7 separate regions of the Sus scrofa genome follow, and all the other regions are linked to region 7. The links are chromatin contacts, called in public HiChIP or PLAC-seq and promoter capture Hi-C maps. All regions are on one chromosome and are shown on one strand. Each heading gives the region's core, a stretch centred on a gene start, on an enhancer-like site or on the middle of the called end of the contact. The rest is flanking DNA. Distances are from core to core; before and after follow the strand shown.

Region 1 (2,700 bases), core at 24-2,523, 210 kb before region 7:
GGGGGCTTTGAGATTAATGTCCGTCTGGGCGTAGGTACACTCCCTGGAGGAAACAAGGCATGTGGGGATGTTACTCCCTGGAGCCCTTTAGCCGCAAATGTTAATCAATAGACATATCCAAGAATGCATCGAAGCCCAAGCTCCTAACACTGACTACCTGAGTGACTATTCTGCCTCAGTGCCCCCCCCCCCTGCCCCCAGAGTTGGAGACTTTAACTTTGGAGGCGGGGGGACAATGACCGACTGCTCTGACTGCTTCCTGCTGACAAGGGGTGTCCTTAGGGAAAGTGGTTAGGTCTCCACTCATGGCACGGTCGGTTGAGTGGGCTTCAATACATTACCTTGGGTACCCTTTCTTTCACTATCTGTAGGTTGATAGCTTTTAATCAGGACATAACAAAGCAAGACCTACAATTAATTATCTAGGGTCCAAATAAAAGGCTCAAGATCACAATGATGACTATGGTGAACAAATATTTCCATCAGGAGGAGGAGGAGGTCAACCCGTTCCAGAGGGCAGCTCTAAAAGCTGGATGGAGCTGGATCAGACATCTCACGAATCTGCTGCCGGAGATCTCGCAGGGAATCAGACACGTTCTGCGAATAATCAGGAATATAGGCACAACATTCAGATTTTATGACAGCACGGGTACCTCCTTGGCCTGCACTGAGTATGTCTAAGGCCATTCGGTTTTGCAGCACTACTTTTCTTATTTGTTTTTGTTCCATATTTAGGGTAGGAATAGCTTCTGCAGTATCATTAAGAGATTGTGGAGTAAAATTAGTTAAGGCTTCCACCCTCAGCATTATCCGGTGAACGTTTGTCTGCACCCTACCCTCAACAGAAGAGTTGGGGCCACCACACCAGGAAGTAGCGCCCTCGGGTTCTGGAGTCGGCTGCACCCTCTACTCGGATTGTGATCTTCAAGTGCTTGCCTCTTTCTGAGCCTCATTTTCCCCGTCTCAAATATGGGACTTTCGACCCCCCACCCCATCCCGCTCTGGCCTTGGGACTCGGATATTGAGATGGGGTTTTTTTCTGGGTCGAGTTCGACCCGACTGAGACCATAAATGCAGCCTATCTGGGTTCCCCACTGGGTCCCATTTCCCAGGGTGATTCGGAAACACGGCCCACAATACTCTTGAAAACTACATTTCCCGAAATGCAAAGGGGAGGCGGTGCCTGCCTGTCTTGGGCGACGTAGTCCTGGGACTGCCTAAAGACTACGACTCCCGACGGGCCCCGCGGCCCAAGGCCAGGAGGGCCCGGATGCGGAACCGGATGTGGCTTACGGCTCCGGTGCCTGGAGCGCTGGGGAAATGGTGAGCTTGGGGCTGGGAGTCCTGGGAATGAGGGCGTCTGGGTGTGGGGTCCTAGGTCTACTCAGAAGCTGAGGCTTGAGCTCTCGGGAGCCGGGATCACTCTCCCGCCGGCCCATCGTACGGGTGGTAGGTCTTTAGCCTGCACTCTGTCTCAAGCCAGGAAATGGAAACCTCGTCAGCCACGTCGGATACGCCTGCTGAGTGAATGGGCGTAATCAGGCGGCAACTCCCCCCTCCGTTAGTGCACCTAAATGGAGGGTCACTTCCTCAGTTGAGCTTTCCCTTTTCTCCAGGCCACAGGGACAGACCAGGTGGTGGGACTCGGCCTCGTCGCCGTTAGCCTGATCATCTTCACGTACTACACCACCTGGGTGATTCTGTTGGTATGTGTGCTTCCTCGTCCGCTCTCACCTCCTATCCCTAGATCTTGAAGCCAACTCCTAACATTTAAGCACGTGACAGGCCTACCTGCCCATGTAATGAAAGCGTCAGAGCAGCAGTAGGAGGACGACACTAGCGGTGTCCCCATTGTATAGATGACGAAGCCGAGGCTCAAGGAGAAGGTTCAGACCTAAGGTAGAATCCTGAACCACTACACTGTAAGGTCCTGTGCCTTTAATGGGAGTTCTAGTCCTTCTGGTTATCCTGCGGGCTCCTGGGCATGACAAGTGCCAATGGGTTTTGTGAGGGTCTTTGGGATATCCCCCCCCCCCCCGGTGGAAAAATGTGTTAAAATGTGCAGTGTGTTTGGGAATCAAAATCTTTTTTTTTTTTTTTTTTTTTTTGCCTTTCTAGGGCCGCTCCCGTGGCATGTGGAGGTTCCCAGGCTAGGGATCGAATCGGAGCTGTAGCTGCCGGCCTACACCAGAGCCATAGCAACGTGGGATCCAAGCGGCATCTGCAACCTATACCACAGCTCATGGCAACGCCGGATCCTTAACCCACTGAGCAAGGCCAAGGATGGAACCCACAACCTCATGGTTCCTCGTCGGATTCGTTAACCACTGAGCCACGACAGGAACTCTGGGAAGCAAAATCTTGCAGAACTTGATGTTCTTTGGGAGAAAAATCTTAGTAAAGAAAACTTTTGTGGAGTTCCCGTCATGGCGCAGTGGAAACGAATCCAACTAGGAACCATGAGGTTGCGGGTTCAGTCCCTGGCCTTGCTCAGTGGGTTAAGGATCCGGCATTGCCATGAGCAGTGGTGTAGGTTGCAGATGCGGCTCAAATCCCGCATTTCTGTGGCTGTAATGTAGGCTGGCAGCTGTAGCTGCGATTCCACCACTAGCCTGGGGACCTCCATATGCCGAGGGTGCAGCCCTAAAAAGCAAAACAAAAACAAAAACAAAAGATCTTGGAGCCCAGATTGGGATTCCT
Region 2 (2,700 bases), core at 139-2,638, 190 kb before region 7:
CTGACGCTCATGTTGATAGGGATGGGGTGAACACAGGTATTTTTAGAAATCCCAATAAAGGACCACGGATAATGAGGGAAACTTAGGGGAGATCGCTGTAAGTAAATCAATTGCTCACAAAAGCTATCGGAACAAGGCAGCTTTGCTGCATGAGTGGAGCCTTGAGAACGGCCTCAGGTCGTTGGGTGGGGGATGGGATGAGGCCTGCAGGCATATTCAGACCAAGGGCAAGAATTTGAAGACCACCCTTCTGCGGATTTGAATCCACACCTTACTAAGGAGGAGCTACTACTTCCAGAAAGGAAGAGGCGGGCTTTTCCAACCCCAACTCCCCTTGGATGATAAAAGCACCAGATCCTGGAGGCAGAGCTTCCATCTCTCCCAAGCGTCCTATCCTAATAAATCTATTTCTTGCCTATCACTTTGTCTCTGGCTGAGTTCTTTCAACCTTGAGGTTGAATTCCTTCTCAGCCTCAGTGAGTCCAGACACAGAATGAGGGATTCTAATTTAAAACCGTGGGTTTACATGAGGTTGCAGGTTCGACCCCTGCGCTTACTCAGTGGGTTGACGATCTGGCACTGCCGGTGAGCTGTGGTGTAGGTCGCAGACGCGGCTCGGATCCCGCGTTGCTGGGGCTCTGGCGTAGGCTGGCAGCTACAGCTCCGATTAGACCCCTACCTAGCCTGGGAACCTCCATATGCCGCAGGAGCGGCCTAAGAAATGTCAAAAAGACCAAAAAAAAAAAACCCCAAAACCTTGGGTTCAAGTCCCAGTCTAGGTTCAGGCTGGGTTCGAGTCCCCTGGTGCACGTGGGTTCAAGTCCCAACCTGTGTTCTGGCTAGGTTCAGGCCCTTAATACTGTCAGTTTCAAGGTGAAGGTCACGCCGTCAGAGGTGGTGCAGGTAAGGCTGCCAGAGAAAACACAGGGCGCCCAGTTACGGTGAGATTTCAGATTTTTTTCATATAATTATGGGCATTGGCTGTTTCTGAAATTCCAATATAAGTGAGCATCTTCTATCTTACCTCCTAAATCTGGCAACCCTACTATCTTGATACCCGGGGCCGCCTGACCCTAAAACCCCGCTTAACCCCCACCCTACCCTCGCCGGCTTCCGAAATGGAGAAGAAACTCCAGTCCGGTGGCCGGAGAACCGGGGCAGAGGTTCCGACACCCTCCAGGCTGTTTTTTCCCTCTGCGCCCCACCTACTCCCATCCCCCGTAGGAGGTTGGGCGAAGCGCGGGAGCGCGGAAGAGGGGAGATGCGGGAGGTCAGACTCCGCCCCCCGCGGCTGAGGCGGGGTCCCGGGTCCTGGCCGCCTCGGCGCCGCCGCGGCTCACGTCCCTCGCCCCGCCCCTAGCGCGCCTGTCTCCGCCCCGTCCCCGCAAGCCCCGCCCCGGCGGCGGTGCTGGTTCGGCTTCCAGCCTCCAGAAGCTGCCGCGCCGCGCCGCCTCCGCCCCGGGGCTCCGGCTTCCAGTCCGGCAGTCCGGCTCACGGGCCATGGAGCTCCGAGCAGCGGATCGGGAGCAGCCGGCCCGTCCCAAGCCGCCCTCCAGGTTCGCGCCCGGCCGGGGAGAGGGGCGGTGGAATCTGGGAGTGGGGTGGGAATCCCTCGTCCTGTCCCGCCCCAGGCCTCTCCGTTGGTGAAATAGGAACGATGCGATGGGAGTCGGGGCTCCAGGCTCCTGGTTCTCTCTGACCCAGACTCCGTGGGTGACCTTGAACCGAGGTCTCCCCGTGTCCGCCTCCTTCTCCATCTGCACGATGGCGCCTGGGTTGGCAGGGACTTCCCAAGGGTCACCGATTCTAGCTCCTTTAGGATGGGGACACTGCTTCCCCGTGTTTGGGGACTTTAAGGCATTTGATTCCCAGAAGCCATCTGCCTTGACTCTGGCCTGTACCCTCTCCTGCCTCAGTTTCTCTGGCCAGTTTCCTCAGAGGCCTGGGACCCAACTCTGAGGTTCTGGCTCTTGGCAGGTCCCCGGCTCCGGTCCCTTCCCGGCCTGATCCCTGGAGGCAGCAGCCACCAGCCTGCTGAGTAGCAGCGACAGCATGAAGCCTCCAGTAAGTGAAGGAAGGGGGAAGGCTCACAGGGGACTCAGAGGTGGCTTCTGGCACAGCAGCCTCAGAAGCCCCTCCCACCCCAGAACTGACTGTCCCTTCTGACTCCGCGGCTCAGAGGAGAAGGGCAGGCTGGCCTCAAAGTCCGTCCCTGATCAGGCAGGCTGTGTGGCCCAGGCAAGTGGCATTCTCTCTCTGATTTCAGTGCCTTGCTCCTCTTTGCTGTAAAATACAGATAATACACTGCCTCCTGTGAGTGTCCCCAAGGTCACCCAGGTGAGCATCTGCCTGGGAGGGGATATGTTGGGAAAGTTCAGTGTAGCTGCCCTTGACTTTACTCAGCAGCCCCTGGAGAAAGCCCTGGCTGTTGTGAGGAGTCAGCCACAGCTGCCTGAATCAAGGCCTCTGGGTCCCCTGTGGGCAGGGGACCAGGTGTCAGGCACAGCCTGGGGCCTCAGGGGCTGAACCCCCTTCCTCCATGCAGCTGGCCTGCAGATTTATTTTTAGAAACTGAAGTGGCTTGTGGGCAGAAAAGGGTGGGTCTCTGGCAGGAAGTGATGGGGGCTGCTTTTTTTACCTCTAATTTTCTCTCTTTTTCTTTTCTTCTTTTTTTTTTTTTTTTTTTTTTTTTTTTTGGCT
Region 3 (2,700 bases), core at 53-2,552, 150 kb after region 7:
AATGTTCTGTTCCTTCCTCAAGCTTCTCTATGCTCTTGAGGGCAGGGACCGTGATGAATAATAGAATGGTGCGTTCCGTCCATGGAGAGGACACATCCTGTGCCAGGTGCTGGGCTAAGTCCCTCTGTTATCTCATTTAATCCTCATGACAAAGCATCGTTATTTTCAGGTGACGGACGAGGAAACTGAGGTTCACAATAACGCCACTTGTCTTGGGTCACAGAGCAGGTAGGGCAGCTTGCATCCTCTCTTTGCATCCCTAGCATCTTGCAGAGGGCCTGGCAAGCAGGTGTTTATCATTGAAGGCATGGAGGGTGCCTGTATCACTTTCGTCAACTTCAAACCTACCTGCTGTGGCGTTGACAGGCCCAAAGCTCCTGTGCTTCAATGTTAATGTTTATTGCCATCGTTTTCTGCCTACGTCACAGCTACAGTAAGAGCCGTCCAATTACAGGGTGGGGCACACAGAGAAGGGGTGAGTAGTCACCCCCTGGGGTTTGCAAGCACAAACCGACTGACCCTGGGGAGGCAGTACAGGAGGTCTGAGCATCAGCAGCCAAGGACGGCCTCTGCCACCCCAGTCCATGATTTGGGGATCCCAAGGGTTACCCTGTCTTCCTGGGGGATTGGGAGGGTAGCGTTGAAACGCATTCCCCTGGTACCCACGACCCAATCAAGCCCAGCCCCGCAGGCTCTGTACTCAAAGTCCATGCTGGTCGGTGAGCTTGGAAGCTGAGTCTTTCACAAACCGTAAAGTGCTATTGTTTTTTCCATTGCCGACTTGCCCTGTCCCATATGCTAAGCTTGAGGAACGTCTGCCAGGCTCTGGGACCTCGGGTGCCTTTGGGGTGGAGCCCTCCCTGCCACCTCCCCTTTCCCTGTACTATTGTGCAAGACAGGCACACCTTCAAGGGCAGGTCGGATCAAGGCCAGGGAACTTCCTGAGAGCGGGCGGCGGCGGGCGAGGCTGGGGGCAGGGGAGCCCGGTGCGGGGAGCAGGGGCTGGAGCCCTGGCCCTAGGCGTCGCCTACCGGTCCTCTCCATTCTCCTCGGCCCGATCTCTTCCCGTGCGGGTGGGGGAGAGTGTGACACTCAGGCTGGACACCCCCAGGCGCCCCCGTTCTTTCAAATGCCCCCACCAGCCCCATCTCTTTCTGGGTTTCGGTTAGGGTTCAGCGTGTCTCGCTCTGCGTCACTCCTCGGGCTGCCTTTCTCCGACCTTCCCTTTGTCTCTGTCTTGCAGGCGGTCCCGGCATCCCCGGCCCCCTGCCCCGCCCGCTCGCCCGCCCGCCACCAAGGAGGGGGCGGGGCTCGGATCGGGGGGCGGGGCCTGGTGGGGCGGGGCGGGGCGCAGCGGGGCTGTTGAGCCGCTGGCTGGGGCGCGAGGCGGAGGCGGCCCGGGAACCGACGCTGCGGGAACGGACCTGCAGGAACCGGAGCGCGCGAGGAGTGGAGGCCGCAGTCACGGGCGGCGGGAGAGGCGGGAGCTGGGCGGGCCGGCTCCATGGCGCCAGCGGCGTCCGTCTGAGCAGCGCGGGTAGCGGCAGGCGGTGGCCGGATCCGGCCGCGGTTCTTCTTCACCATGGGGGACGTGCTGTCCACGCACCTGGACGACGCCCGGCGCCAGCACATCGCAGGTGAGTCTCGCGCCGCGCCGCGCACTTGGTGGGTCCGGCCGGGCGTCCTCGGCCACGCCCCCATCCCGGCCAGCCGGCTGGGGTCTCCTGGGAGTCTGGCTCCGGGCAGGGGCGGGAGTGACTGTTGTCCAAGCCTGTTTCTTCTACGTCTGAGCGCCCTTCCCCCTCCTGGGGGGGTCGCACACCTTCCCCACCCTTGGAGCTCATCAGATCCTCCAGTGCACTACCCGAATCAAGCGATGGAAGGGGTCGCAGCCCCCTTCACCTTGGGTATCCCTGCCCGGAAGCGGTCCAGGCCCACTTGGCCAGCGTGTCCTGACCTTCCCTAGCAGTCCCGGTCCTCCGCAGGCCCCGGCCCCAGCCCCGGTACACGTGGCCAAGGCTTCCAGGGGCTTGGCTCATCAAGGCCTGAGACTGAGCCTGGGGAGTGGGCCTGGGCGGGGTGGGTGGGACCCCCTGTCCTCTGGCTCCAGCCCAGTAGGGTGCTGCTTCTGCTGGCAGCTAGTTCAGGGGCTGGTCGAGGCCAGAGCCCAGCCTCCTCAGCCCTCTCCTTCAGCCACTCCTGCTCCCAGCCGGGCACAGAGGCCCCTTCTGAGAAGGGCAGCTGCCCCCTCCCCACTCCCAGGGACTGCAGCAGGGTCCTGGGTTCGTTCTCTCCCAATGCCCTGGGAAACGGAGAGAGAGGGTTTCACTCAGTTCTGGGTGAGGCCGCCTGGGTGGAACCTCAGCATGTTACCCAGCCATGGTAGCTTGGATAGGTCTCTTGATGTCCAGCCCCTGTTTCCTCCTCTTCAAACTGGGGTGAATCCCTTCCCTCCTGGTTAAAAGACTTAATTAAGTGAGCTAATAATTCACAGAGCTTGCTTAGCACAGGTCCTCCTTATTAAGAGACTTAGGTGAGCTAATTTGCAGGCCCTGGTGCACTGGCCCATGCAGGAATGGGGCCTGGCAGCCTCCGGAAAGAGGAGGCTTTCGTCTTTGCTAAATTTGCACTTCCCTGTCCGGTGGACTCAGAGCCCTGTGTCCACCTACTTATCATGATGTGTCCTGCAGTCCCGCAGAG
Region 4 (2,700 bases), core at 69-2,568, 170 kb before region 7:
ACCGCCCGGGGGCGGAGCCATCCGCGGCCCCTCAAGGCTCCGCCTGCCTCCCAGGCCTGGGCCCCAGCGGCGAGCGGCGGCGCTAGGACCCGGCGGGCCGGGGCTGCGGCGGGGCCTGGGCGGCCAGAGGAGCGCGGACCCCGGCTCTCGGCTCCCGGCGCCACGTGAGGGGGCTCGGGGGCCGCCGGGGGCCGGGCGCTCCCCCGGGGAGGTGAGCGGGCGCCGCGCGGGGGCGGGCAGCGGGAAGGGGGCGCTGTCAGCGCCCCTGGTGTGGGGGGTCGGGAGCCGCTGAGGATGGAGATTGATGCGGGGGCCCCCGGGGCTCCTTTAGACCCACTCACTCTTGGCAACTGCGCCTGGAGATCCTGGCCCTCGCGCCCAAGGGCTGTCGTGGGGTTCGCGGGGCCTCCTGCCGCTGACTTCCCCCTTAGAGCTCGGAGACCCTGCCGCCTTCCTGCCTCCCTTCTCTCCCCAGCTGAGGCTGGAGCTCTGGACTCCCCAGAGTGCTGGAGCTGGGGGGGAGGTCAGGGGAGTCGGTGCGCAGAGGGTGAGTCGCCCCCCTCCCAGGTGGACCCACGGTTTCGGGCCCCCCCCATTTGGAAATAGGAGCTCCCCTCCCCCGACTTCGGGGAGCTCTCCTCCCACGCGGCTCATCGGGGTGTCCTGACCCTGCAGGACTCCCTGAGCTAGGAGAAGCAAAGCCCCCAAACAGAGGGCAGGGTGTGGCCCCCACCGGTTAGCCCATGATTCAGCCCCTCGGCGCGGCCCACCTTGGGGCCGAGACCACGCTTCTGGCTCAGAGCTCTGGGCTGCAGCCTCCCTAGCCTGAGCAAGTTGCTCCCCAACACGCCTGCTCCCTGCTGCTGGGCCGGGGGCTGGGCGCACAGTCGTGGCGTCTGGTCAGTTCCAGCCCTGAGGGATCCTTGAGGGAGATCTGGTCAGGCTCAACCCTGGGACCAGGAAAAAGGTTCCCCAGCAAGCTCTGGACAGTGCTCTGCTCTCTGAACCTCAGTCTTCTCGTCTGTGAAGTGGGGATAAGAGCCCCTACTGTGCAGAATTACCAGGAAGACTCAGTGAGTGGGTGGTGCTTAGCAAGGGCTCGGCCTTCATTGATATTAGAGGGAAGTTTCCCGGCTAGGCATCAGAGGATTGGGGCAAGCTCATGGACAGGCAGGCCTTGAACAATGAATAACCAGAAAACTAACAGTGGCTGGCACTGACCAAGCACTTTCAAACCCTTGCCATATCTGCTTGAAGCCTAACAACCTTGTGAGTTACCTATTCTTATTATTCCATTTCACAGATGAGGAAACTGAGGCTCAGAGAGGTCCCATGGCTTGTCCGAGGCCCCTCAGCCAGTAAGTGGTGGAACCGGGATTCCCACTTGAACTTGAGAAGCTGTACTGATCACGGCCTACTCAGAGCAGGACTGTGATGGGGCCGACCAAGGGTACAGTGGCCCTGGCTGAGGGCACTGCTCAGGCAAAGGTGGGCAAGTGGGGGCTGGGCCTGGGAACTGGAGTGCTCCTGGTGTGTCTGGGAGCTTAGTGAAGGAAAGGGAGTGAGAGAGGAGGCTCAGCTCAGAGAGGCAGCTGGAATGCCAGAGGCGTCCGGGCAGATGGGGGACCCAGGGATTCTGGACGACTTTTGCCCTAAGGGGCTATGAGACCAAGGACACGCCGCACCTCCCTTCTGATGAGCCTCAGTTTCCTGATCTGGACCGCAGGGACCGGACCCGATGAGAGTCGCCGATGAAAGTCGCGGGGCCTCCCCGACTGGCTTTGAAGTCTGGCTGCAGCGAAACCTGAAGCAGGGCTTGGAGGCGGTGGGGGGGGGGTCCCAGGAGAGGGGGCGGGGTTGGGCAGTGGGAGGGGCTAGGGCCTAACCAATCAGGAGTGGCGTGGGGGCACCTCCTTTGGCCTGGGGTTCTCCGGCTCTTCCTGGTGACAGCGTAGGAGTAAACAGCTGCTAGGTCAGGGGGCGGAGATAGTGGCGGGAGCTGGGAGGCCTCGGAGGGGAGGACGAAGCTGGGGAGCCCCTGGGCCCCAGTTTCTCCCTCTTGGTGCTCTCCTTCTCTTAGTGGCTTCTGGCCTCGATTCTGCTGGAGGTGGCTGGACACAAGTACTTTCTCCCTTTTGACAGGTGGGGACATTGAGATCTGCAGAGAAGTTGCGCCCTGCGTGGATTGGGGGGCGGGGTCTTTTGGGGAGGGAGGAGCAGAGGTGACCGAGGCCCCTGGGGCTGGGGCACGAGGGAAAGGCTACCCAAGGCTGCTTGGTCCCCAGAGACACCGCCCCCCCCCGCCCCCCGCCTCTGAGGGTGGGGCTGTGATTATAGCCATCGGACAGATGACTCTGAGCCCTTAACCCCCAAGATCTTACTTAATAATGAGCGAAGTCAAAACGAAAAAAATAACCAACAACGAAGTCCTTCAGTGGTCCTCCTGCATCCATCTCCAGGGCCCTGGAGCACAGTGGAGAATGTGAGTGAGGCCCTGTGCCGCCTGCGCCCTCAGAGAGCTCTCAGCCCATCGGGGAGGTGGCACACGGGACATTCTGGCCCACCCTAGGCTTGCAGGATGAGTTGCCTGAGCAGGGTACTGGTGGGTGTCCCAGTCAGAGGGACCACTGTATGCGAGACCCAGAAGGGTGTAAGCGCTGAGGAATTTGGGACCCTACAAGGAATGTTGCTTTATTTCAA
Region 5 (2,728 bases), core at 12-2,511, 150 kb before region 7:
GTTTTTGGCGGTGCTTGCGGCATGCAGAAGTTCCCAGGCCAGACGTTCCATCAGATTCGAGCCACAGCAGTGACAACTCCGAGTCCTCAACCTCTAGGCCATCAGGGAACTCCAAGTGCATGAGTTCGGAAACTGCATGGTCCTAGGCTCTCATCTCTGTCCTGCTACATCACTGAACAGCTACTGCTATGTCCTGGTCTTGTGCAGAATGCTGGGTAAATACATCACCTTCTACCTGGGAACCTCAGGCAAGTTCTTTTACAGCTGTGACCCTCACTTTCCTTCTCGGCGTTTAATGACTAACAGACGTGGTCTGAGTCCAGTGCTCTGCCCAACATCTGGTGCCAGTGAGTCTCAGTAATTGGAGCTATTCTTTTCATCAGGATTATCATTCCCCCATCTGGGTACCCACAGCCTTTTCATGGGGGCAGGGCTGCTTTTTTTTTTTTTTTTTGCTTTTTAGGGCTGCACGGGTGGCATATGGAAGTTCCCAGGCTAGGGGTCAAATCAGAGCTACAGCTAAAGGCATAAGCCACAGCTACAGCAGTAAAGGATCCGAGTCTCATCTGTGACCTACACCCAAGCTCATGGCAACACCAGATCCTTATCCCACTGAGCAAGGCCAGGGATTGAACCTGCATCCTCATGGATACTAGTCGGATTTGTTTCCGCTGCACCACAACGGGAACTCCAGGGCTGGTTTTTATCATCTTCTACACAGTCACCATCTGGGAGATGGATATGTGGGCAATCTCTGGGGTCCTGAGGGGTTTCAGGCCCAGAGGATCGTTTGGGGCCCCTTTCAACAGAGAAGGAGGAGTTCCAGGTGGCTCTTGGCCCCAAAGCCTCTGGGCAGGATCTGAGGAGGGGCTGGGGGACTATCTGGCCAGCACAGTCCCCAGAATCCATGCCTCAGTCACCCTCTGTCTGGTTCTGGCCTCTCTCTGCCACCAACTTGCTGTGGGTGGGATTTTGTGCAAAGAGCCTCAGTCCTCCCCCCACCCCCAGCCACTGTCCCTGGTCCCGGCCCCCTGGAGTGATGTGGACACAGTGGAGGTAATGCAGGAATGAAAAACCCTCTGGAAAAACTGTGAAGGAGCCATGCGCCTGCAGGCACAGCCACCTGGGGGTGCATGGCAGGGGCACCGGTCTGGCCTCCCGCCAGGGCTCCGCTCTGGTCCAGCGCCCCCTCCCTTCCCGGCCCGCTCTCCCGCTCTCCCTCCCTCCGTACCCCCCTCCCTGGCAGCTCGGAACGCTGGCTCCCGGCATGCCGCGCGCTGCTGACAGCCTTATAAATAGTCGCCTTTGCAGGCGGCCCGGCAGGACGGGTAGGGCACGCACTGGCCCCGGAGCCCACTCGCACCCCTCCCCCAGGTCAGTGTGTGCCCGTGTGTGTGCCTGTGCACGTGAAGGGGGGCGCCCCTGCAGGGAGTGGGGGAGCCACACGCACCTGGGGAGGGGGGTCTGCGTGCTTGCGTGTGGCAAGGTATTCTTGGGGTTTGTGTGGCTGTGTGTTGGTATTCTTGGTTGTGATCTGAATGCATCTGCCTGCTTGTATTCTCCAGGCTCTGCTCTGGGTATTTGTGCCACACTGTGTGTGCCTTTGTGGATGGGGGTGTGTGTGTGTGTGTCCCAGCCGCCGTGACAGTCACCCCTTTGTCCCACTGGCACTCCCGGGGCTCCAGGTCCCTGCCCTTGGCACGGCCCAGCTCGGGCGGGCCCGGGGAGGGGGCGCTGTGGCTTGACTCCCTGCCCCAGGACCGGGGCGGGAGCAGACTAGGGGATAGGAGGAGCGATCCCGTCTTGTTTCGAGTGCTGGGGGCACGGAAGGCAAGCCCCCTCATGATTGTGCCTGCCCCTGCCTCCTGAAAGGTCAGGGGCTCTGTGGGAGCTCGGGGGCCCAGCCCACGGGGCCTTTCCTGAGTATTGCTCAGCTACCTACCTAGGACTCTTGAGCAGCAGCAGGACAGAGCCTGGGGGTACAGGCCCAGAGAGGGCATACCAGCTGCCCAAGGTCACACAGCTGAATGATAGAGTTGGGATTTGAACCCTAGCCAATCGCCAACCCCTGGGAAGGTGCTTTTGGTCAGGAGCTGGGAAACTTGGGTCTCGCTCTGGCCTTGCCCTGTGACTGAGGTTAAGTCACTGTCCCTCTGGGCCTCTGTTCCCCAGGCCCCTCAGCAGACCACCTAGTCATGCTAGGAGTTACCTTGGCCCTGACTTGGGGGCCTTATAAGGCCTGGGTGCTGAGCCCGTAACCTAACTCTGTCCCGGACCCCTGGCCTCTGTGTGGACTCCTCACAACCAAGTTATTTTGGGCCAAGAAATGGCAGGTGCCAGCAGGACAGAGGGGCTTAGGTTACCAGGAGCAGGTGGGGCAGGGTAGGTCGAGGCCACTCCTCAGGGTGTCTCTGCAGGCTGTCCCTGGCCTGGGGACCCTCTCCCTCCCCCACCAGCTATGGAGGGACATTGGCCGCTCTGACCCTTTCTTAAGCACACTCAGCAGGAAAGAGGCTATAACTCATACCCCACGGGTGGCAGGACGGTCAGCAAAGCTGCCGAAGGACCTAGGGGTTGCCAGGCCCAGGGCAACAGAAAATGCGGCCCCATGTATGACCCCAGCCAGGCCCTGGAGCAAGTCTCTCCTGCTCTCCAAGCCTTACTTCCTGGGAGTTCCCGTCGTGGTGCAGCAGGATCGAATTTGACTAGGAACCATGAGGTTGTCGGT
Region 6 (2,700 bases), core at 97-2,596, 130 kb before region 7:
CTAAAAAAAAAAAAAAAGAACCCCCTCTCAGAGCAGGGCCAGAGTCTGTCTCCCCAGGCTTCCTGTCCCCACTGTGCCTCTGGCTGTCCCATGGTGGTCGGCCACTTCTTGCTTCTGTGCCCCTGCTCAGGCTGGTCCCCTGCCTGACATGCCCTGCTCACCTCTTTTTCTGCCCACCCCCCCACAACACACACAACTTGCCCAGTCTTGGGCAGGCCAGGCCTGAATACCACCTCCTCCAGGCAACTGGGGCTTCCTCCTCCGAGCCTCCCTGAGCACGTAAGTCTGACCCAAAGCACTACCTGTGTCCAGCTCCCTGGAGGCCACTCACTGTTTGCAAGATGAACGAGGGTCAATTCTGGGATTGTCTGCCAACCTCAGGGAGCACTGATGTGGGAGCACTTCCGGAGCGCCAGGCCCATGGAAATCCCACAACAGCCTGGTGAAGAAGGCGGGGGTGTACCCGACTTTACGAGCAGGGTGACTGAGGCTGGAGGTCCCTTGCTCAGGATCCCACAGCTCAGAGCAAGCACAGTGCGGTCTAGAACCCAGGGCCATCCTACTCCAGAAATGCCATGCACGTGTGTCCTCCTTCATTTGGGATGTCTTTGGTCCCTGAAGGATTTTCCAAGCTTGGAGGGGCAGACATAAAGTGCATGGCCCTGGGCACGTCCCCTGTCCTCTCTGGGCCCTGAGACCTCAGCCCCAGCTGCTGGGTTGTGCCGACTCGGGAGCGTTCCTCCCCTATCCCGGGCCTCAGTTTTCCTGCTTACAAAACAAGGGGACACCAGCCCAGCGTCACACTTAATGTAAACCAGCTGGGGTGCCCAGTGAGCCCTGTTCAAATCCCAACTCCTCCATCTTCTTGGGCCAGTTATCTCACCGCATCAGGCCTCGGTCTCCTCCTGTGCAAAATGGGAACAGTGAGTTAAGCTGTTCCCCGTGAAGCACCTTGGCCAAACCTGGCCCCCGAACGTTCCCCCTTGGTGGGCTCTTGGGATGATTCTTTGCATCTGCCCTGTGGGGGCTGCCAGACGCTCCCCACCAGCCAGTCCCGGAGAGGGTGCGATGGGAGGGAGGGTGGGGTGTGTAGGGAGACAAGCCTGGAGCCTGGGTCCTCCCACCCCATGCCCCCCCCCCCCCCCCGCCCCAGGGCCCCCACCCAGCGACAAAGCCCGTGGCACTTCCTCTCCCCGCCTGGCAGGCCGCCTGGCCCGGCCCCTTCTCTAAGGAAGCGCATTTCCTGCCTCCCCGGGCCAGGCTGGATGAGCCGGGAGCTCCCCACTGCTGCCGGTCAGACCCCAGCCTCCATCCGCATCCACAGGCCGGGCCGGCCGCCGCCGCCACCGCCGTCCACGGAGGCCCAGCCGCCCCTCCCCGCTCATCCTTTGGCCAGCGACCCCCGGCCCGTTCCTGCGCTCTCGTGCCCACTTCTCCTGACCCCTCGGCCGCCACCTCAGAAGGCTGGAGCAGGGACGCTGTCGCTCCAGCTGCCTGCTCCCCTTGGGTCCCCGAGAGAGCCCACGCCGGCCCCCGCGCCCGTCGGCAGCCCTGCCCCTGGACACCGGATAAGGCCCAGCGCACAGACCCCAGGGTGGACAGCATGGACCGTGGCATGCTCCCCCAGGCCATCGCCCTGCTGCTGGCCGTCTGCAGCTTCGGCCCCACAGGTAGGTGTCCAGGGACCCGAGGTGGGGAGACTTGGCCCCTGGGGCACAGACCAGGCCCCAAGTATTCCTGGCCTCCCTGTGCCCTGAGCTCCTGTGCCCTGAGCTCCTGTCCTGGGGGTACCATAGGGTGACGAATTATCCTGATTTGGCAGGACCAGAACCTTCAGCCCTTATAGACTCAGGCAGACAAGGATGAGTTATTTTCCTTAACCAGGGCCTCTGGCTTGTGCCCTCCCAGCTACGTCCAGTTTCTCCCCAGGAAGCCCAGGTCCCAGCGTGCTGGGCAGCTCCTGGAGATTCTCTTGCCCTCTCTGGGCCTTAAGTGTCTCATCTAAGGAACGTGTGGGGAGGGGGGACGCATGGCCTCACAGTCAGAATGTGGGCTCTGGGTTCAAATCTCATGTTATTTACTTGGTGTGATCTTGGGGGATGGCCTTTGGGCCTCTGAGCCAAGCGGGGTGGTCACAGAACTCCCTTAGGGCTGTGGGGAAAGTCGGTGGTGAGGCGGTGCTTGTAGAGACCCCTCAGGCCGGCTGCTCGTGTCTATGCTGTTGTTGTTTTATGATTAGTTTTAAAACCCTTCACTCTCCCCTTCCCTGGGACCCAAACCCTTCAGACAGACCGAGCCCTCTCTCTGCCTCTGGTCTCGCAAGAAGCCACTGAGATGGGGGCACAGGCCGGATGCAGGGCTCTGCAGAGGCTCCTGAGCCTGGGGGCTTTTCCGGGCCATCGTGGCCTCTGCTGTCTTCCAAAATGACCAGATGAGGGGCAGGCAGAGGCGCCCTCATCGCTCTCACTGTGGGTCTCCCTGTGCCGGGTCCCTCAGCCACCTAAAGCCCCAGCATGGCCTCGTGGACGGCCCTTCTCCTCTGGGACATCAGGGACCTCCCTGAAGGATCTGGGGTGAGGGAAAGGATGGGAAAAGTGGTGGTGGCAGTGGTGGTGGCCTGGCCGCCCCTCTCCCACCCTCCCCTACCCCGGAGCATTTTAAAACCCCTCATCCTCCATTCGTAAAGCTCTTACCCCGGCC
Region 7 (2,700 bases), core at 57-2,556:
GGGACCGGAATCACCCATGGCTTTGGGATGGGCTGTGAGGGAGCCTGGTCAAGCTCCAGAACATCCTGGAACCAAGCGACAGCAAGCGGAGTTGGCCTCAGAGACAACCCCCACTCCACTTTCACACTCTTCTCAAGTATTTTACAGGATGGAGGAGGTGGGGGGACAATGAGGCCTGGGAGGAGGCAGGATCTGGGGTCTGGTGGGCACTGCTGGCCACATTCCCCTTAACCTCTCTCCAGGGGTCTCAGGCTCATACTGTCCTCTGCTCTCCTCCTGGTTTCCCTCAGCTCCTACCTCCAGCTACTGACATCCAAAGCTCTGCCTGCTGCTCAGGCCCTGCCCCAAGCCGCAGGCCCTGGGGGTGCAGCATCTTCTTGCATATCCTGTGGGACCCTGGCACACATGCAGTAGGGCAAACTGAGCACCTCACCTGACTTCTGCCCCAGGCTTTCCCACCACCATGAGTCCACCTGCTCTGCCAACCACCCAAGCCAGGAACCTATGTCCCATCAGTTCTGAAGTCCTGTCTATCCTACTTTCTAAAGCTCTCTCAGATGCCTCCTCTTCTCTCATCCTCTCGTCTGGGCCAATGCCATCTCTGCCTGTATGCCCGCTCTGGTCACGCTTCTGACCTCCCCACCAGCTACATGTCCTAAGCCCTCTGTTCTCTGCATAGCGGCCGGGGACTTTCCTGAATCGAACTGAGTTTATCTCTCCTACTTAAAACCTTTCCTGCGAACCCAGACGCGGTTTCTTCTACCCCGACCCTCTGCCTCTGCTTTAGCTTTCTCGCACCTCTCTGGAGTCTGTCATGAGGCCCCTTCCAGGAAGACCCCAGGGCCTGAGCCTGCTCTCTCACCCGCCTCCCCGCCCAGACCCCTGACGTTGCTAGGCATCATCTCCAGGATACTCACAGGCTCCGCCCCTCCAGCCACGCCCCCGGAATCCGAAACCTCTAATCCCTGGAATCCAATCTCAAACAGAGCCGGAAGGACGCTAGCAAGTTTTTATTAGCTGGGGAGGGGGAGGTCTACAAAGAGGAATGGACTTTCCTGGTTGCTGCGTCGAGGCAGGCCTACAGCTGAGGCCAACACATGGCTCCTTCTTCCCAATCTGGAGGCCAAGCAAAGGCTCCGAGAGTCCCCAACAAGTCGCGTAGGACAAGGCGACACTTTGTAGCGGAATGCGCGGGGGCGTCCTGACAAGGCCACCGCCCAGCCGCTTCCGCCCCTCAGAAGCGTGGCGGCCGCGTAACTCGCCTTGGATTGGGCGCTGACGGCCATTTTTTGGACAGATGGCGGCCGCGATTGGTCAATAGCTGGCTGACGTCAGGAGGCGGGGTCCGGACCGTGAATGGGGGCAACATGCCGCCTCCCCGCCTCTCGCGCGAGGGTCTGTGGCTGAGTCGGGCCATGAGCCGGTGTGTTTTGGAACCCCGGCCCCCGGGGAAGCGGTGGCTGGTGAGTGGAGTAGGGGACGGCAGCGTAGGGGCTCCCAGGACTTAGCTCCTGTTCTGTCTCCAGGGCATAGTCCCCCCAGTTCCTTGTCTCAGATTTATCCAGAAATGGGTCCGATGCTCAGATGGGCTCCAAACTCCCAGGAACTCTGCTCCTGGACCGGGGCGCCCTGCCTGTCCACCGGGGGAGGAACAGTTTCTACTCGGCCTTCTGGAGTCTCCGAGGATTCTTGGGCCCCTCTTCACGCCCCTTAACCCACTCCAGCCCTGCCTTCTATTTACCTTCCTCTGCTTTGGGTCCTGGGAAGCGCTGTGAGATAGAGGATGGGTTAGAGTTGTTCGACCTCAGTTTCCCCGGCACCACCCACAGGTGGCCGGCCTGGGGAACCCTGGATTGCCCGGCACGCGGCACAGCGTGGGCATGGCAGTGCTCGGGCAGCTGGCGCGGCGGCTGGGTGTGGCAGAGAGCTGGGCACGCGACGCACGCTGTGCCGCCGACCTCGCCTTGGCCTCGCTCGGGGATGCCCAGGTGGTCCTGCTCCGGCCGCGGCGACTCATGAACAACAACGGGCGCAGCGTGGCTCGGGCAGGTGAGTTGATGGCCCCCGGGGGTGGGCTGCCGGGAGGCTGCCAGAGCCTAGGCTGCCACAGATCGGTTCACCTGGAGCTCCAGATGCCTGTTGAGCTCCAATTGCTGCCTGGTCTTGGGTAATTGTGAGAGCCTCAATTTCTCTATGTGACAAGTGGAGTGAATTGCTGCCCCGCCTCAGGGGAGCCTTCAGTGGGGACAGCCCATCTGGGCGGATCAGCAGTAACCAGGCCCTCTCTTCCCCTGTGCCAAGCGGAGCTGTTTGGGCTGACTGCTGAGGAGGTCTACCTGGTGCACGATGAGCTGGACAAGCCACTGGGGAAACTGGCTCTGAAGTTGGGAGGAAGCGCCAGGTGAGGCCCTGAGCTGGTCAGGCTGGGATAAGGAAACTTGTGTCCCAGTTGGAATGGGGCAGGGTTGCCGACCCCAGTGTCCACAGGGCATAGGGTCAAAGGTGATGGGGCCAAGGAAGCCCTAACTGACCTTCTCTCATCCCTTGCAGGGGCCACAATGGAGTCCGTTCCTGTATTAGCTGCCTCAACTCCAATGTGAGTCAGCCCCTCTATCCTGCACGGAGTGGGGTGGGCCAGTGCAGGGTCCCCACCGGTTCTCACCAAAGCTCCCTGGGCCCCTCTGGCCCCCTTACAGGCCA

What was found. Promoter capture Hi-C pulls out the DNA fragments that hold promoters and counts their contacts. HiChIP or PLAC-seq counts read pairs in DNA pulled down with a chosen protein or histone mark.
Region 1: a contact with region 7 is called in an H3K27ac HiChIP or PLAC-seq map of alveolar macrophages. The contact joins the promoter of DPM2 here to the promoter of TTC16 in region 7. A contact is called at or near these places in 1 of 5 promoter capture datasets (liver), 1 of 47 Hi-C or Micro-C datasets (embryonic fibroblasts) and 1 of 2 datasets of contacts at active chromatin or transcription factors (alveolar macrophages).
Region 2: a promoter capture Hi-C map of fetal liver shows a contact between it and region 7, with 2.9 times the contacts expected there. The contact joins the promoter of ST6GALNAC4 here to the promoter of TTC16 in region 7. A contact is called at or near these places in 3 of 5 promoter capture datasets (fetal liver, fetal skeletal muscle and liver), 2 of 47 Hi-C or Micro-C datasets (embryonic fibroblasts and omental adipose tissue) and 2 of 2 datasets of contacts at active chromatin or transcription factors (alveolar macrophages and skeletal muscle).
Region 3: a contact with region 7 is called in a promoter capture Hi-C map of fetal liver, with 2.2 times the contacts expected there. The contact joins the promoter of FAM129B here to the promoter of TTC16 in region 7. A contact is called at or near these places in 1 of 5 promoter capture datasets (fetal liver) and 1 of 2 datasets of contacts at active chromatin or transcription factors (alveolar macrophages).
Region 4: an H3K27ac HiChIP or PLAC-seq map of skeletal muscle shows a contact between it and region 7. The contact joins the promoter of ST6GALNAC6 here to the promoter of TTC16 in region 7. A contact is called at or near these places in 2 of 2 datasets of contacts at active chromatin or transcription factors (alveolar macrophages and skeletal muscle).
Region 5: a promoter capture Hi-C map of fetal skeletal muscle shows a contact between it and region 7, with 4 times the contacts expected there. The contact joins the promoter of AK1 here to the promoter of TTC16 in region 7. A contact is called at or near these places in 4 of 5 promoter capture datasets (fetal liver, fetal skeletal muscle and liver) and 2 of 2 datasets of contacts at active chromatin or transcription factors (alveolar macrophages and skeletal muscle).
Region 6: an H3K27ac HiChIP or PLAC-seq map of alveolar macrophages shows a contact between it and region 7. The contact joins the promoter of ENG here to the promoter of TTC16 in region 7. A contact is called at or near these places in 1 of 5 promoter capture datasets (liver) and 2 of 2 datasets of contacts at active chromatin or transcription factors (alveolar macrophages and skeletal muscle).

Annotation. Positions count from the first base shown.
Region 1 is chr1:268,422,130-268,424,829 of Sscrofa11.1, reverse strand. It overlaps DPM2 (dolichyl-phosphate mannosyltransferase subunit 2, regulatory), which reads left to right and starts at 1,273. Exons shown (of 4, transcript NM_001244059.1): 1 at 1,273-1,323; 2 at 1,617-1,706. The coding sequence starts at 1,321.
Region 2 is chr1:268,401,137-268,403,836 of Sscrofa11.1, reverse strand. It overlaps ST6GALNAC4 (ST6 N-acetylgalactosaminide alpha-2,6-sialyltransferase 4), which reads left to right and starts at 1,388. Exons shown (of 6, transcript NM_213784.1): 1 at 1,388-1,556; 2 at 1,978-2,064. The coding sequence starts at 2,053.
Region 3 is chr1:268,064,624-268,067,323 of Sscrofa11.1, reverse strand. It overlaps FAM129B (niban-like protein 1), which reads left to right and starts at 1,302. Exons shown (of 14, transcript XM_021069245.1): 1 at 1,302-1,637. The coding sequence starts at 1,583.
Region 4 is chr1:268,382,177-268,384,876 of Sscrofa11.1, reverse strand. ST6GALNAC6 (alpha-N-acetylgalactosaminide alpha-2,6-sialyltransferase 6) reads left to right here and starts at 1,318. Exons shown (of 8, transcript XM_021069422.1): 1 at 1,318-1,358; 2 at 2,375-2,482. The coding sequence starts at 1,333.
Region 5 is chr1:268,364,192-268,366,919 of Sscrofa11.1, reverse strand. It overlaps AK1 (adenylate kinase isoenzyme 1), which reads left to right and starts at 1,261. Exons shown (of 7, transcript XM_003122177.6): 1 at 1,261-1,374.
Region 6 is chr1:268,342,364-268,345,063 of Sscrofa11.1, reverse strand. It overlaps ENG (endoglin), which reads left to right and starts at 1,346. Exons shown (of 15, transcript NM_214031.1): 1 at 1,346-1,670. The coding sequence starts at 1,604.
Region 7 is chr1:268,214,165-268,216,864 of Sscrofa11.1, reverse strand. TTC16 (tetratricopeptide repeat protein 16) reads right to left here and starts at 1,306. Exons shown (of 11, transcript XM_021069337.1): 1 at 1,056-1,306. The coding sequence starts at 1,286. PTRH1 (peptidyl-tRNA hydrolase 1 homolog) reads left to right here and starts at 1,367. Exons shown (of 5, transcript NM_001258431.1): 1 at 1,367-1,463; 2 at 1,830-2,049; 3 at 2,302-2,401; 4 at 2,551-2,596; 5 at 2,697-2,700. The coding sequence starts at 1,368.